Regions from separate parts of the Sus scrofa genome. Here region 2 is linked to region 1. The links are chromatin contacts, called in public HiChIP or PLAC-seq maps. All regions are on one chromosome and are shown on one strand. Each heading gives the region's core, a stretch centred on a gene start, on an enhancer-like site or on the middle of the called end of the contact. The rest is flanking DNA. Distances are from core to core; before and after follow the strand shown. Region 1 holds the start of ZDHHC14 (probable palmitoyltransferase ZDHHC14). Region 2 holds the start of TMEM242 (transmembrane protein 242).

Region 1 (5,464 bases), core at 868-3,367:
TCCATTGGAAACTCTCTTAACATTAGGAACCTAGCAAAGACTCTCTGCCTGGAGAACCACCTGTATTGAAAGCCGTCCTCAGAAGGATGACATTTCTGTTCAACCATAAGGCATCATGATTTCAGTGCCAGAATGAATTACAGCTCAGACTGCTAACTCACCCAGAACCTCTGGCCCCTTCCTACGGTTCCCCAGGTCAGTCAGGACCTGGCTCTGGACGGGGACAAGGGAAGCAGCAGCAGGAACACTTCTCCTGTCATTCCAAAAGCCTCTTCTTACCCTCACTCACTCGTCCCCAAGTCCCCAGGCAGACTCTACCAACTCATCTCAAGTGTGCACAAAAGTTAAACTTCTAGGAGAGACCTGGAAAATTTACAAAGAAAGAAAGAGAGGGGTTTTCTGTAAGAAGGGCTGGAGGAGGTGAGGAGACTGACTCCTAGATTTCCCCCCTCACCTGTTCTCTAACTCGATCCTGTTAAAATTGTTCTCACAGCAAATGTTCAGATACAAAATGTTTCCCCTCAGACTCTGAAGGCTTTAAGTGAAAAGCATTACATTGTCAAGAGATTGTTTCTGAGACAGCATTTGTTATATCAAACACCAGACACAAAATCAGAGCTTATTAATACTTATCAGAGACAAAAGTAAATATACACAAAGGATTTTAAGTAACCCCATACAACCAGAGCAGAAAGAGGATCATGCCCCATAACAACCAAGACATGGAAAAAGCAAAGAACTCCCAATAAATGTATTGCTTATTTTAAAATTTGGGGGGGGGAGGGGGTAGCTACAATTTTCATTGAGCATAAGATACCAAGAATTACATAAGAAACTGCATTCTAAATGTTGGACCCAATAAGAGCAACTGAAATTGATTCTGGAATGTGTTAAACTACTTTATTTAATACTATTAATACATAAGAAGATCTTTCATTAGTTGGCAGGGGGATAGTTGCTACTGGCCAATTTGATTTTCCTGAAAACGGTGAAGACTTGCATGCACCTTTTTCTGGATAAAAGCCCTAAAATCCCAAAGTATTGTTTCTAGAATCGGAAGTTAACATGCCGTGTCATACTTTTCCTGAACAGGCCTACGATCTCCTTTCACCTGCTCCCAAATATAGGGAGGGGAGGGGAAAGTGTTTGTTTGGAACATTTTTTTCTTTTTATTGAAACTTTTTAAAAAGTGAAGAGTCTAGAAACCTCATGGTAAATCAGAAATTGTTGACCAAGAGTGAACATCTTAAGAGAGGAAAAATGAAATTATCCTTCTAGGCCACCGCAGGTGGCCTACACTTTGAGACCTAAAATATCCAAGATGTCTCATTATTCAGCGAAGGTACGCACAGGATTTAGGGAACGGAGACTAGCGAGCTGCCCTACAGCTTGTGAGCAGGAAAGGAAGTCGAGTCTCTCATCCCTGACTTAGGAATCTGCCTCGTGCCGGCTTCCCACCGAAGGCTACACCTGGGCTGCCGCGCTAGTAGTCGCCAAACTCAGAGCCAGCGCCGAGAATCAGTCACCTGCGAGATGCCACTCAACCTCGGGGAGCCACAAGGCCAGCGCGCCTTCCAAGCGTCCCCTCTCCTCCATTCCCAGAGCCCGACCCAGAACTGCATTCTCTCTGGGGACCAAACAGCAAAGAGACCTTTGCAGAAGAGGGAGAGCGGTCTGTATTATATAACAATATACCATCGATAAGGCTCCTAGAAAACGAAAGTGGCCGGGAGAGGGGCAGGGGTCGGGGAGGCGAGGGGTGCGGGCGTCGGGGAGCGTTCGCCGCCACTTACTCGAAGGCGAAGAAGAGTCCGCTGGTGACCAGGATGAGGATGAGAGTCAGGTAGAAGACGCCCGTCTGCCGGGCCATCATGATCCTCCCGTTGCAGAAGAACTTGTTTCTTCCCGGGAAAACCTCCCATTTCCTCCGGGCCGCGATTTTCTTCTTCTTGTGGGGCGACTCCATGGGGGAGGAGCTGTGGGTGCTGATCTGACTGTACTCGCAGTCTTTCATGGGCCCGCCGCCGCCGGGAGGCATCCACGAGGGCAGCCGGCTGGGGGCGCACACCCCCAGCAGCCCCCCGGCCGCGCGGGCCCCGCCGAGCCACGACCGCCGCCGGCCGCCCGACCGCCCCCGAGCCTCGGCGCCGCGGCCCCTACGCGGGCTCCCGGCTCGGCGACAACTTTGCCGAGGACACCCAGGTTAACCCTTTGGGGAGCCCAGCTGTCATAGCCGGATCCCCTGCCTAGAGGGACGGTGCTCGCCCGCAGCCCGCGGCGGCGGTCCTCAGTCGCTTCCAGCCCGCGTGTCGGGGCTCCGGGGCCCCGCGGGGCGCGGGGGGCTGCCCGGCCGCCCCCCGGCTCGCCGCGCGCCCGCCGCCCCCTCGCGCAGCGGCTTGCTCGGCCCCGCCGCCCCCGGCCCGCCGGCCGCGCCTCGGCTCCGGCCCGCCGACCCCCGAGCGCTGCGCCCCGAGGGGACACGAGGCGGCGGCCCGGGCGCCGGCTTCCTGGGGAGCCACTTCTGCGCCTCGACCAGGTTTATTCTAATCCTTCCTCCCGGCGGCGGATCCTCCCCAGGAGAGAGCGATGGAAACTGGGAGGCAGCTGGCGGCCCCGGCAACCCCTCCCAGGGGTGGGGAAACCGAGCACGTTATTCTGTCAGGAGCGGGCTCGGCGACAGCCTGGGCGCTGCTCGCGCGGCGACCCCGCGCCGGCGCGCCTGGCAGCCGAGCCGAGTCCGCGGCCCCCGCGCGGGGCTGCGGGGGCCGCCCGGGCCGAGGGTCGCGGCGGCGGCTCGCGGGCTGCGCGGCCAGTGGCTCCCTCGTTCTCTCCTGCCCCATAGGAGCCAGGCCGGGCGCCAGGAGGGCCGCCGGGGGCGGCGGAGCGCGTCTCTGGGCCGCGGGGCGAGCGCCACAGACACTTGTTTGCAAGGCTGAAGCCGGCGCGCGCGCCGCGCTCTGAACGGGTCCGCCTCCTCCCGGCCGGGTGGGCGGCGGCCCGCGCCTGGCCTGCCGGGCTCCTCCTCCGGCTCCTCCTTCTCGTCCGCGAAGCCCGCACGGGCTCGGCCCGGCCCCCGCCCCTGTCCCCACCGGGAGGCCAGGCGCAGCCCCAGGGCGTGCGCTGGGCTCCCTCCGGCATCGCCCGAGGGCTGCTCCGGCCAGGGAACGGCTGCCCCGCCGCGCGCTCTCCCGCAGACTTCTGTTCGCTTCCCGGCTTCTCCTCCGGGTTTATTCCCGGCTGCCGCTGCCGCTGCCACCTCGGGGCACACATTCACACAGCAACACGCAAACCCATTCTTGCGACTCTTGGGGAGCTGAGTAACCGGCGCGGAGAGGTGACCCTCCTCGGCCCGCCCCGACTCTTCCTCTCCCTCCCGCAGCGGGGCGCGTGGCAGAGCTGCGGGGAGCTCTGCTGCCGCCCGGGGATGGGGGCGGGGGGGCGACGGAAGGATGGGGAGGGGCTGCACGAGGCGGGCCTGACTCTGAAATGAAGGTGACAGGCGGGGGTCTTCAGGCCCAGCCGGCTTCCTGGCCGGGTTTCCAGGTTTCCCGTGGGAAGGAGCGGACAGGGGAGCGGTCTGGGTCCCCTCCAGCCCTGCCTCCCTCCCGAAGGACAAGCCCTGTAGCCAGGCTCTGCGTGAGTTGCTGCCTCCCCGGTCCTTTCTTTCTCACTTCTCCGACACTGGCGCTCACAATTTGCTCGCTTTATTTCTCTCCTTTCTCCTCGCGAGCTCCCGCGGCGGCAGAGGAGCCGTCCGCTCAGCCTCCCGCCCGCGCCTCCCTGCCCTGCCCGACTGTCGGTCCCCTCGGATCCGCCCGTGCGCCGGACCTGGGCTTTGCCACTGGATCTGAGCCCTCCGGCTGTGGGTACAGAAGGTGGGCCGCGGAAAGTGAAGCCTTCCAGGCGGGGACGCTCGATTTTCCGAGCCCCACTTTCCTTTCACCGCCCTTTGGGATATGTAGTTCTTCTTCTTGCCGTCCGGCTCGGAGAGGAAGCACGACTTGGAGACCAAAAAACTACAAATCCCTGCATCCTCCGCGACGAGGGCGGGAGAGGCGCGGTGCAGAGCGTTCTGATGCTCTTTGGTTGGAGATGGAAACTAACAAAGAGAATGGTGGCGGGCGGCTGCACCTTTTTTAAGCTGGGCACCTCACGCATAACCCACGTTCTTTATCTATTCTTCACGACGTCCCGGCGAGGCACTGTTGTATCCAGCTTAGAGAACGCTCGACTACTTGCCAGAGATCACAAAGCGCCCGGACGGTAGAGACGGGATTGAGCCCAGAGCCCTGAGAATTGCCCTTACTGAGCGCTGCCTCGGTGAGCCTTGTCAAAGGGAGATGGGATTGGTTTACCCTAAAGAGAAAAGGAACTGGAGCCAGTTGGGAAGAGCCTCCTGTCGTAAGGAAAAGGCGGAGGGGATGGCAGTTAAGAGTACGACATGCAATTATATGGAATAAAAATGGCATTCACAAAGGTCTCTTTCAAAGCAGGTTAGGGGTATGGGTAGGATCTTGGTCAGAATTGGGTTCTATTGTGTGACTGACAGCATATTTTAGGGACAGTTAAGTACTCTGTGGCTGTACTATTTCTAAAAAAACAACTGGCAAGCCTGAAGCATTTCCAATGAAAATTCTCTCATGCTTTCCTACCCTCTAGCTCATGGGATAAGCAGGATGTTACTCGGTTTATTGTAAGCACTTTTTCTCTGGGTGTCCAGTTAATATACTAAATCCATTGACTTGGTGGCTTTTGAAAAAGACTCCCATTCTTATTCTCAATTAAGACCTAATTTTCCTGGCATCCTGTTTATGCTTTTTAATAGTCTTTTTGTGTTAAAGATACATTCTAAAGTATTTGTCTGTGCTTTGAAATAGTCCGCCCCAACCGCCCCACAAAAAACATGAGATCTAGATGAAACCATATGGGCAAACTGTTGAAATTTGTTAATGTTGGGTGTTAGATATGTCTGTATTCATTATCTATAGCAGCAGACTACCACAACCTCGAAACTTAAACCAACACAGATTTATTATTTCCAACTTTCTGTGAGCCAGGTGTCCAGGCACTTACGGTTGTCTGCTTAGGGTCTCATATCTGCCATCAGGGTGTTGACTAGGCCACAGTCTCATCTGGAGGCTCAGCTGGAAAAGAATCGGCTTCCATGCTCACTCAGGCCACTGGCTTTGGAGAACTGATAACTAATAATTATTTAGTGCCTGTCGTGTTCGAGGCAGTGTGATTACGAAGTTGACTATGACAGAACAGCCATATTCAGAAACAAGATGGAGACACATGAGAAAGTAAGTAGCGGAAGAAAACTATAATGAAAATCACCACCATCTCTAAAGTATCTTCTTGTATTAGGCAATACCCTGGTTCTTTCTCCATTTAGCTTATTAAACCCAGAGGACAACCCGATGAGGCAAGGATTATTATCTTTCTTTCGCAGAAGAGGAAACTG
Region 2 (5,449 bases), core at 2,941-5,440, 48 kb after region 1:
TGTCCCAGGACCTAGGACAGAGCAAGGCACAGGAGGCTGGGGCCAGTGAGGCCTGGGTTGTAACCCTCTTCACAAGCTCGCCTTGTCCAAGTAGCTCTCAGTCCCTCCACTCCAAGGTGTGCATCTGACACGGAGCCTCAAAATGCAAATTGCTCACCCCAGGCAAAGATTACCCACTGGTTTGCTTTCATTGTCTCTATTGCCCTCTGTTTACTGGGAAAGTGAGCTTTCATGTAGGAAGGAGGAAAGTTGTCCTGTATTGGGGAAGTTAGAAAGATGGTAGAAGTTTGTGACCGAAATCCTCAGGAACAAAAGCAGGTAAGTGTCCAGCAGAGTTTGTAGTTATTGCCTCTAAATTGGGGCAGGCTCCAGATGCCAGGAGGCTGCCGTTTCCCTAGATTTAAAGACATTTTCTCTCTCTTCTGTTCCTACAGAAAATAGTAATATAATCCTTAAAATAAATTTTAAAAACCTGTGCTTTTTTGGCGGGAACAGCAAAAAGGCGGAGCATTGAGGAGCCAGCACTGTTCCTCTCTAAACAGTCTTGAGAGAACAGGATTCCAGATGTTAAAACGGATGATGTGGATTTAAGAGGTGGGAACTGCGAGGCAGAGAGAAGACGGTCTCCAAGTGGAACCCGCAGCATCGGCATCACCTGGGAGCTCCTTAGATTCACACGTACTCAAAACCCACCCCAGCCCTCCTGAATCAAAAACTCTGGCCATGGGGACCAGCAATGTGTGGTCAGAAACCCCTTCCAGGTGAGTCTACCAGTCAAGCTCAAGTTTGAGGACCCACTTGGCGGTGGACTTGACACAGCTGCTTTTAATTCCTGGCTCTGCTACTTAACAGCTGTATGAGTTAAGCAAGTTAGTTTCTCAGAGTTTATGGTGTCGACTGAAAAGACACACCTAAAAGCCAAATTATGTTTCACTTGAGGACCTTCCTGAGGACTGTAGCCTAAGAATCAACCTCTAAGATAGCTCCGAGCAGCAACTGTTCCAAAGAGGGAGAGGAGGAGCCAGGATATATAGGAGTTTTTGCTGGGGGGGGGGACCAGAAAACACGTGGTCGAACATCAAAAGATTACTGCTCATCACAAACCAACCCAGACATCTCAAGGTAATTACTTTAGTGCTTTTCTTTTTATGGGAAGATGCAAGAGTCTGGGCTCATTGAAATTATTCCTTTGATATGCAATTTAGCTCTCTAGGGCCAGTATGCTGTTTCTTTCCATCCTGAATTCCCCTCAGGGGGCAGCGTTGGGGTGACTGCAGTGGCTGATGGCTTAATGGGAGGTAACATTCATTGTTGACCAGAATGGCAGACAACATTCTTTATTTACTGAAATGGCAGGCAATATTTTTTTCCCCGGTCCGAGATGGAGAAGATTAAATTAGATAATCTGTTTGAAGCCCTTAGGGCAATGCTAGACACAGAAAGCACTCAATAAATGTTAGCTGCTAAGGCCACCTTTATGTAATGGGGGAAGGATAAGTCTCAGGACTTTCAACACATTAGCACAGCATTTGCCAATTAAAAGGGCTCTTTCACATTCTGACATTGTGCTTCTGTTGCCGAATCTCAGCTGCCGAATCTCAGCTGCCCCAGGACAAATATAAAAGTGGAGGAAGAGTTGGAGGAAAGGGAAAAAGTAGCTTTAATTGCCAGACAAAGAGGGGAACCCAGCAGGCTAGAGCCTCCAGGACTGGGCCTCCCCTCTGAGGTACAGGTAGTGAGGAGTCTTAGAGTGTTTGAGGAGCAGGGCGTGATCAGCTCATGGGCATTTTCCTGATTGGTTGGTTTGTGGTGAGGTCACTGGGAGTCAGCGTCATCAACCTTCTGGTTCCAACCCGTCTGGGGTCTCCGTGCTGTGGACAGCATCCAGGTGACTTCTTCCAGCCGGTGGGGGCTTCAGCACCTGCAAAACAGCTCCAAGGACATGGCTCAGAATATTATCTAGAGGCTTTGAAGAAGAGCTAACTAAAGGTCCTTGACTTTGTTGACCAGCTGAACTATCCTTATTCTGAATTGCTTCACTCTTCTCACTTCTCTGATTAAACTGATTCTTTGAAGTTTTTCTATAGAGAAAAAGGCAGGTGGAGGACGTGAGTGGGGGCCACTCTGGGAAGGCCTCCCAGGGTCCTGCTCAGTTACCTTCAAAGGATCCGAAGTTAAATGAATGCTATGTGATTTCTCCCACACAGAAATTTGAACAGAGCAGTAGTGCTCAACCTGGCTGATCAGCAGAAGCCCTGTGTAGCTCTTTAACTGTGCTGCCTGGCCCTTTGAAGTTGTCATCTCTAGTGGTAGGCCCTGGGTATCTATAATTTTAAAAAATCTCTGAAAGCAATTTTGCAAAACGGATACTGGAATCTAAGGGGGCAATAGCTAGAGCTAAGTTGTCCTGAGTGTTTGTGCCAGGCACTAGGCTAACACCTTTACCTAATTTAATTAAATTCTTACCTGATTTTGATAGGGATAGAGTAGGTACAGGTGGTTGTAGAAGTCCCAATAGGGGATCATGGATTAAGAGGGAGACTGGGGGATGTTGGGAGACTGAAAGTTCAGGAAGGCCATCAGAATGAGGCAGCCTTGCTTCACCAGTGGAGGTGCGAGAATTGCCTCATGTCATTGGGTGGGGAATGGGATGAGGCCTGCTTTCAGATTCAGACCAAGGGCAAGAGTTTGAAAATCCGCCCTTCAGCTGATTTGAATACACACCTTACCGGATACTAAGGAGGAGCTACTACTCCTGGAAAGGAAGAGGCGGGCCTTTCCAATCCCCACGCCCCTTGGATGATAAAACCGTGGCCCACCGGATCATCCTGGGGCAAAGCTTCCTCTCCTGCCGGCCAGCTTTTCTCAGAAATGTCCCATCCTAACCTGTTCCTTGCCTATCACTTTGTTTCTGGCTGCATTCCTTTTGCACAGAGGCATAAAGAACTTGAGCCTTGGTGAGTCCAGACACAGGGTGAGTAACTTGAATTTAAAACTGTGGGTTCAAGTCCCAATCTGGGTTTTGACTGGGTTCAGGCCGTTAGTGCTGTCAGTTTCAATTTCATTTAATTCTCAACAGCAGCACCACGAAGAAGCTACTACCCGTGTCTTTATTTTGCAGATGAGGAAACTGAGGTAAGTAAGCCTAATAAAACTATCACATTCACATAGCTGATCAATGGTTTAGGACCTGAGCCCAGGTTTGGGCTATTAACTGCGTTTTAACTGATGCGTTCATTGACTCATTCACCCAAAATTAATTTATTAGGGATGACCTGAGGTAATACCCGAGAGCGGGGGTATGTGAATAAAGATCTCCATCCCCGTGCTCAAGAAGTTCATGGCTTTTGTTGTTGTCGTTCAGAATGAACAAGAATCGCCCAGATTGCCTCATTTTAAAAGATAGATATCTTTACACAAGATACTACCAGCCTCCTCCTCTCAATGGCCATTTACAGAATCCACCACCGTTTGCAATGCAGCCTCCCGGTCTGAAGGTGGGCGTCTGCCCATCTCCAGTGTTGAGAGATGCTGGGGCAGCCTTCAGGTTCCGTGTTAGCAACTTCTTAGGGTGAACCTCTGCTCTCCTGGCTGGGGTTGTGCCATTCTCTTCCAGTTCAGCACGCTAGCCATTCAGTCCCCTGGGTAGGCTAATCAGTAAGGCCGTGGGGTAGGAATCCCATCAACACAGAGCTGATAGGCTGGCAGTTTTCCTGGGATAAAACCTGTCGCTTACACCTAAACTGACAACTGATACCAAACAGCCCAGCCAAGCAAACAGGACAGACAGGCCTACGTTTTAGAATTGTGAAATGTTAACGCTGGCCAAATCCCTGGATCTGGAAACTAAGCTGTGGAGTCTCTAACCTGGCTGGGACTGGGCTCCTGCCATCTGCGACCCCTCACTGCCTCCTAGAGTCAGAGCTGCGCAACGTTTCAAGAAAACGGCACTAAAGTGCAGCAATCATCACCCTGGAGCAAGCAAAGAACCGTCCTTGGTTGATGGCCTCGGAGGGCGCCGCCCCCGGAGCGCAAAGCCACCGCACCTTCTCCAGTGCGCAGGGGAGGAGAGAAGGTTTGGAGGTAGAGGTCGCTCTCCGGATCGGTATTCAGGTTGCACAGAGAAGGGCGGCAGCGGAACCTTTCTCCTCTGCCTCCCTCTCGCTTCCACCCGGGTCCAGTTGGGGCCGGACGCAGTGGTGGGGGCTTGTAAACATGGAGTCACAGGGCGCTGGGACTGCGGAGTCGTCCTCTCGATTGGAGGCTCCGGCACCCACTGACGACCGGCTTTTCCTGGTTAAAGGTGTGGTGAGGTGCAGGTGTTGGGGTGAACTCACTCGGGGCCGTAGCTTGCACTGGTGCGGGCATTCCCACGCACACTTCGCTTGGGTGCCCCCCAGAGTTTAGCGATGCGTTGGGGTCTGGTCCCGGGAGAGCTCTCGTGTGTGCTGCATTTACCCCATTCCCTCTGCAGTTTCTCTCTTGCCCTTCCTTTTCTAACTCCCACTATCGGTTTTTCCTCCCTGGGAGCAATTTCACGGAGCTGTCCCCGGAAAGAGGAGAGGGGACTCTGTGCCTATTCTTTGCTCTTGAACAGATATCTTGGAATGGCCTCAGAAACCAGAGGTCATGGGGTTACACAGCCGTTGTCACTTATCTTTGACAAGAGCTACTTAGCTATCGGTTCTCTAAATTTCAAAAGTGGTTTTAAATAGTGTCTGACACTGAACTTGTGCACATCATTTTAACTTCAGAGTTTTTTCTTTTCCTGCCCTACCCCTCTGGCAGGTGGAATTTTCCTTGGTACTGTTGCTGCAGCGGGAATGCTAGCTGGATTTGTTACAACATTATCGTTGGCTAAAAAGAAAAGTCCTGAATGGTTCAATAAGGTTTGTGACACCAAAATCCGTTCATAGCATTATTATTTATAGGTCAATGTCAGCTGTTTTGCATAGCAAAAGTAAAGACATAGCAAAAGTAAAGAAAGTGTTGATGGCCTTTCATATTACTTTAAGAAGTAAGCCAATATGCACCTCATAGATTCAAGACGTGTGCAAATTAGTCAACTGTCTTTATTTTGATTTCAAAAGAAGTACTAAATTATGTGCTTTTTAAACTTTTAGCACCACTTAAAAAAAAAAAGCCAGTTAAATTTTTGAGACAGCGCTGCAAGAGGTACTTCTGTCTCAGACATGTTAGAATGTTGAAATAAAGTGCATGTTAGTATCCATGAAGAACATAGGTCGGCTCCTTGAACCCAGTGACCTTGCTCCATAGAATATTGCCTGGCACATAGTAAGTAGGTGCTCAATAAGTTTTGGTTGAATGACTATAATACAGTGAAACTATTTTCTAATACCTCTTATGCTTAAAGACATAGGTGCCTCTCCTCTTCTGCCTGTTCTTAGCAAGGATTAATCTGCTATTCACAGGTGTAGGGACTATGGAG

The links. HiChIP or PLAC-seq counts read pairs in DNA pulled down with a chosen protein or histone mark.
Region 2: a contact with region 1 is called in an H3K27ac HiChIP or PLAC-seq map of skeletal muscle. The contact joins the promoter of TMEM242 here to the promoter of ZDHHC14 in region 1. A contact is called at or near these places in 1 of 5 promoter capture datasets (liver), 5 of 47 Hi-C or Micro-C datasets (heart right ventricle, liver and skeletal muscle) and 2 of 2 datasets of contacts at active chromatin or transcription factors (alveolar macrophages and skeletal muscle).

Annotation. Positions count from the first base shown.
Region 1 is chr1:9,617,602-9,623,065 of Sscrofa11.1, forward strand. ZDHHC14 (probable palmitoyltransferase ZDHHC14) reads right to left here and starts at 2,118. Exons shown (of 9, transcript XM_021086485.1): 1 at 1,794-2,118. The coding sequence starts at 2,038.
Region 2 is chr1:9,663,714-9,669,162 of Sscrofa11.1, forward strand. It overlaps TMEM242 (transmembrane protein 242), which reads left to right and starts at 4,191. Exons shown (of 4, transcript NM_001185165.1): 1 at 4,191-4,303; 2 at 4,789-4,889. The coding sequence starts at 4,216. LOC110259913 (a long non-coding RNA gene) reads left to right here and starts at 2,784. Exons shown (of 3, transcript XR_002342395.1): 1 at 2,784-2,974; 2 at 3,080-3,135; 3 at 3,765-3,910. LOC110259916 (a long non-coding RNA gene) reads right to left here and starts at 2,453. Exons shown (of 2, transcript XR_002342397.1): 1 at 2,158-2,453; 2 at 1,643-1,921.